Regions from separate parts of the Mus musculus genome. Here region 1 is linked to region 2. Evidence: chromatin contacts called from public targeted proximity ligation data. All regions are on one chromosome and are shown on one strand. The core of a region is the stretch at or near the end of the contact, and the rest is flanking DNA. Distances in the headings are between cores, read along the strand shown.

What was found.
Region 1: a targeted proximity ligation map of pancreatic cancer cells shows a contact between it and region 2. A contact is called at or near these places in 4 of 39 promoter capture datasets (fetal liver, hematopoietic stem and progenitor cells, neutrophils and 1 more), 1 of 484 Hi-C or Micro-C datasets (nephron progenitors), 1 of 130 datasets of targeted methods (pancreatic cancer cells) and 1 of 9 other capture datasets (embryonic stem cells).

What each region holds. Positions count from the first base shown.
Region 1 is chr19:24,614,527-24,617,226 of GRCm38.p6, forward strand. No RefSeq gene overlaps it. Among named protein-coding and RNA genes, the nearest start is that of Tmem252, 58 kb to the right of the region's middle.
Region 2 is chr19:24,425,636-24,428,335 of GRCm38.p6, forward strand. All of the region lies in intron 3 of Pip5k1b (phosphatidylinositol-4-phosphate 5-kinase, type 1 beta), which reads right to left. The region is part of intron 3 of Pip5k1bos (phosphatidylinositol-4-phosphate 5-kinase, type 1 beta, opposite strand); the gene reads left to right. Among named protein-coding and RNA genes, the nearest start is that of Pip5k1bos, 11 kb to the left of the region's middle.

The sequences.
Region 1 (2,700 bases), core at 70-2,569, 190 kb after region 2:
CAAAGAGCCACAGAATCAGGGTCAATTTGCCTTTCTATTGCCTAAATATCAAAAAGATGCTACCTCCCAACTCATTTAAACCTGCTGTTAGCCTCCCTGGGAAAGACTATCATCAATAGTACCATCAACTGGGGCATAGAGTAGAGAAATATTTCCAAGTCTGGTAAGTGGCAGAGTGGATGTTTCTGATCACTTCACTCTAGTTTTGATTATTGCCAATGCACCGCAAAGCTCTTACCCTTAGCCTCAGTTCTCCTAGTGACTGGAGAATAAAGTTTCCTGAGTGAGAGAGGTGGGGAGGGAGTTTTAGGAGAAGCAGACTGATAGGATGGAGAAGAGAAAATATGCTATGGCTATGCTCTTAACCTCACGGAACAGTTGGAATCAGCTCAAGGAATGGAATTCAAGGCTTCCCAGCGAGATGTTAGGGATCGCCTTAAAGATGGCTAGGTGATTTCAGAGAGAAAAAAAAATCTACTTTAGCAGCTGCCTCATCTTTTGGTTCTGAAATGGTTGGAAGTGCTTTAGATTTTGCTGAAGCTAGGGTAAATTCCTTTTTGGATATAAAGAACACATCTGTGTGAAGATGGTGCTAATGGATTTATAATGTTATGATTTGAATGGTTGAAAGTCCATCACAGGCTCTAAGGTGTTTAAAATCCTCAGTCCACTGCCATTTTAGGAGGTGTCTTAGTCAGGGTTTCTATTCTGGCACAAAACATCATGACCAAGAAGCAAGTTGGGGAGGAAAGGGTTTATTCAGCTTATACTTCCACATTGCTGTTCATCACCAAAAGAAGTCGGGACTAGACCTCACACAGGGTAGGAACTTGGAGGCAATGGAGGGATGCTGTGTACTGGATTGCTTCCACTGGCTTGCTCAGCTTGCCTTCTTATTGAACCCAGGACGACCAGCCCAAGGATGGCACCACTCTCAATGAGCCCTCCCCTCTTGGTCACTAATTAAGAAAATGCCTTACAGCTGGATCTCATGGAGGCATTTCCTCAACAGAGGCTCCTTTCTCTGTGGTAACTCCAGCTTGTGCCAAGTTGACACACAAAACCAGCCAGTACAGGAATTGTGGACCTTTGGGACATAGGACAGAGATGGTTGACATAACCAGGAGGGATGATGGGTCTTTAGGGTTGAAGGCCAGCCGTGCTTCTGTCCCAAGCTCTCTGCTTCCGGCCCACCCTTTCTGCTTCCTGATCTGCTAAGATACAAAGAAGCCCAGCCACAAGATACTGCCACAGATCCAGCCACGACTGACTGTCCCGCCCCCTTTAAACTGTCAGTCAAAATCAACCTCTCCTCCCTTACAGAACAACTGCTTCTGTAAGGTCTTCTGGGACAGCAATGAGAAATGGAACTACTAGGGATGACGATGCTCTGTGTCATCCCAATGGGGGGGCACATTTAAGAGGGGACATTATTAATAAGTACACAAGGACAAAGGATGTGGTGAATGAGTGAGCAGACACAGTCACCCTCACTATAAATAGCGAACTAGAATCTTCAAGGCATGACACAGGCTTTTCCCAGTTGGGACATCACATGACGCCCTTGTCATCCTTGCCCTGGCTGATCACTGATGAGTCAGCCAGGTTTGCCAAATGTTGTGAGAACACACCTGAGTTCTGACAAGAGCCCAGTGGATAGCCTGCTGGCCTGCTTTTGCCTGTTCCTGAAGAAGTCCTTCAGTAGAGCACCCTCAAATGCTGGGCCAGGCGCTACAGGTGCCCATGGTTTGTGACCACTGAACACTCGGCTGGGTGCCACTGTTGCGTTTGGTTGGACTTCTCTTTAAGCTGGGGCATCACTCTGCTTCAGTGGAGAGCGGCGGGGTGTCAGGAGCAGGTGTCAGAGGCCTAGCCTGTTTCCTATTTTGACATTTCATCAAGATGGGATTTAGAGACTAGAAAAGATAACATTGCAATATCTGACCTTAAGAAGGAGACAATAGCTAGGCCTTCAGTGTTTAGACACTCCTCGGATCATGTATTGGTTGGATAGCCCTGGCTTCCCTTTTTATTGTTAATATATGTCTCCTTGGCCTCCTGCCAACTAAGACACAGAAGAAAGAAATAGAAACATTTAGCAGGGAGGAAAGTGTGGGGAACTGAAGGGCTGGCATGGGGTAGTGATTTCTTGTTGTGCACAAGGAGTGGACGTACCCTAGGCTGTCCAGGGTGCAGGCCCTCACATGTTACCCGTGTATGTGACTTCTCTCTTTTGTTCAATCATTTAGGGCAAAGGAAAAAAAAAATTGAGGCAGAGTCTTACTATCTAGTTCTGACTAGCGTGGAACTCCCTATGAAGACCAAGCTGATCTCAAACTCAGAGATTGACCTGCCTCAGAATTCTGAGCACACAGGAATATCTATGTGGCTCCTGCCTCTAACAACAGGAGCAGCTGGCGTGTTCATAGGAGGCTGTGCACTGTGACACGGCCAGAAGACAGGAGTGCCTCTAAGTAGTGGGTTTGGTCTGGGGCTGCTATACATTCAGATGCTAAATTCTGTACCCCAAGATCTGGTTGTCCCCAAGAAAGAGATCCTCAGGGACAAGGAGATTCCCATCTACACTGAGTGATGCTATGTAACCTTGCTTCCCAAGTTAAGTGGTCAATAAAAGGCTAAAGCCTATGGTTGGGTAAGAGATAAGAGGTTTTGAGTTACCTGGCCACATGCTTGTGGTTT
Region 2 (2,700 bases), core at 201-2,700:
TTAGGATTAAAAGAAAAAGCTATAGATCTCTTAAAGCAAGTGCTGTGTGGATTTCAAGACACTTGCTAAGGACCTCCCTCTGTGCTTATGCACAAGTTGCAAGAGATAGGCCACGACACTCCTATTGTGATGGCCCATGAAAGACTCTCATGCTATAGACTACGGATAGTTTTAGTAGTCCACAAGAGCCAGCAGAAGATTGTAAGGCATGCACTGGTCAGATTTGTGGGTTTATTTATTTATTTATTTATTAAGAAATATAAATAAAATGTCACTTACTCAAAAATGCTTAGAACCAGAAATGTCTCACATTTTGAGTTCTGTTTTTTTTTTTTTTCTGGTAGGATATTTACTTGCATCTACATGATAGGAGACTACGGGTGTGAGACCAAAGTTGAAACATGAAACTCGTTTGATGAATGTGCTTTTACACAGCATGCTTAGTGTGCGTATGCTTAGACTGTAGCCTGTTAGGAGGGTCAGGTGTGGCAGTTTCCTGTGGTCATGACACTGTTTTCCCAGTATGTAGATACTGAAAGTTTGGACTTGGGGGTAAACATTATAAAAAAAATTACACTATATGCATGTATGTAAATTCTTACATAAACTAATAAAAATATTTTTTAAAGTTTTGGATTTTGAAGCACTTAAGGATGCTTAGTCTATATACGTCTGTAGAGGGAGTTCTTAGAAGCAATATCAGAACAAAAACATTCTTGCCACCAAGCCTCTCTTTATCCTGTAGACCTTCAAATTGATGAATTGAAGCTGAACTTGATACTTGTCCCATGGGCTTCCAATCCATACTGGCTGTCCTGGGACTCACTTTGTAGATCAGGCTGGCCTCGAACTCAGAAATCTGACTGCCTCTGCTTCCCAAGTCATGCGCCACCACTGCCCGGCCCCCAATCCACAGTTTTAACTTCTTACTTGGTTCTTCTCTTCAAGCCCTCATTGGCGTTACCCAACCAACATGCCCATGTTTAAAAGATGTCACTGTCCCTAGACAGCCTTCTCCATCTCTACCCATTAAGAACTCTGTGGGATTATCAATTTTTCCTATCATTTCCTCGGCTCACACCCAAGTCAGGACCCGCCCCACCCTCTCAGTCTACTATTTTAGTCTAGGCCACTAACTATCTCTTAATGTAGCTCTGTTGGCATTCTGGGCCAATGTGCTGAAGTGCTGTTCCGGAGTGTGTACTTCCGGAGGTGTCAGAGAAACACTGTCATCAAATGCTAGTGGCAGCCCTCTCCCTCGTTGTCACAACTTTGTCTGCTGACCCCGTGCAGACAAAACTGGCTCCAGCTGGGAACTGCTCACCCGTTCATTTTTGCTTGTTCAGAAGTTTCCACCACACCAGCTTCACCTCAGTTCCTGGAATCTACCTGGCTGCTTCCTGCCTGCAAGGCTTGGCAAAAGCCATCCTCTCTGACCAGTGTCCTCTTTCCATTCCTCTCAGCTGCTTTGTTCTCACACCTGTAACCGCAGGCCCCACGTCAGCTCCTTAGAGGAGTTCCCTGGAAGCAATGCCTCAACAGCAGCGCCCACGCCCCCTTATTCTTTTCACATCTCCGTAATTATTAAAATGGCTTGTTATTTCATTAACCTTATTTTTTCTGGCCTACCTTTTATCAAAACAATGACAACATTATTTAGGGCGATGATTCTTGCTTTCTTTGGCTTCTGTTTTACCTTTAAGGCACAGCACTAAGCCAAGCTAAATAAATATTTGTCAACTGATTAACCAAATGCTCTTTATATTCCAGGCCCAGACCACACCCACAAGAAATGACGAGGTCATACTGTAAACACATACCTCAGGGGAGTTAGGTTACCAGGCCATTTAGGTTCTCTGTGAGCAAGGGTTGCTGCTCCACAAGGAGGCTTCTGTCCTTCCTGGATGAGGAGACGTCACCGGGTGGAGGTGGGAGCAGTACCTCTTCCCTCAAGGAACAAGGTGACAAGACCTCAGGCAAACCCCATTTCCCTTAAATGGAACCTACATTGTGTCTGGGGGTGACTGAGAATACTTACACGATGAAGTTGGACAGAAAAAAAGGAAAAGAAAAGAAAAGGAAAGGAAAGGAAAGGAAAGGAAGAAAGAAAGGAAGGAAGGAAGAAAGAAAGAAGGAAGGAAGGAAGGAAGGAAGGAAGGAAGGAAGGAAGGAAGGAAGGAAGAAGATTCACAAGTGACAAAAATCTAAATTTTCAGGTCTCCACAGAGAGACAAATTCTTTTTTCTTCCCTTCTCCTCCTCCTCCTCTCTCTCTGTCTATGTCTCTGTCTCTCTGTCTCTCTCTGTCTCTCTCTCTGTGTCTCTCTCTGTCTCTCCCTCCATGTCCACACTATGTACCTCTGGCTGGCCTGGAACTCAATATGTAGAGTAGATTGGTCTCAGCTTACAGGAATTCCAGGTACTGCCACCTTACCCAGCCCTCTCTTTTATGATGTGCTGGATATCTCAAAGAGCATCATTTCACCAAAGAGGAGTAGCAGGCTCACTTCCCCTTTCTAGTATCATAAAAGTCACTGGTACAGGACCAACAGAGGATGGGCTGTACTCAGCAGAAAGGCAGGTGTTCACTTGGGAGACCTGGATTGCCCCTGGGGAACTTTTGAAGCAGACCCAGGGCTTCCTCTCTCAGATCTTTGCTTGCTATAAGTGGATTAATAGCGAAGCGTTACACCTGAGAATC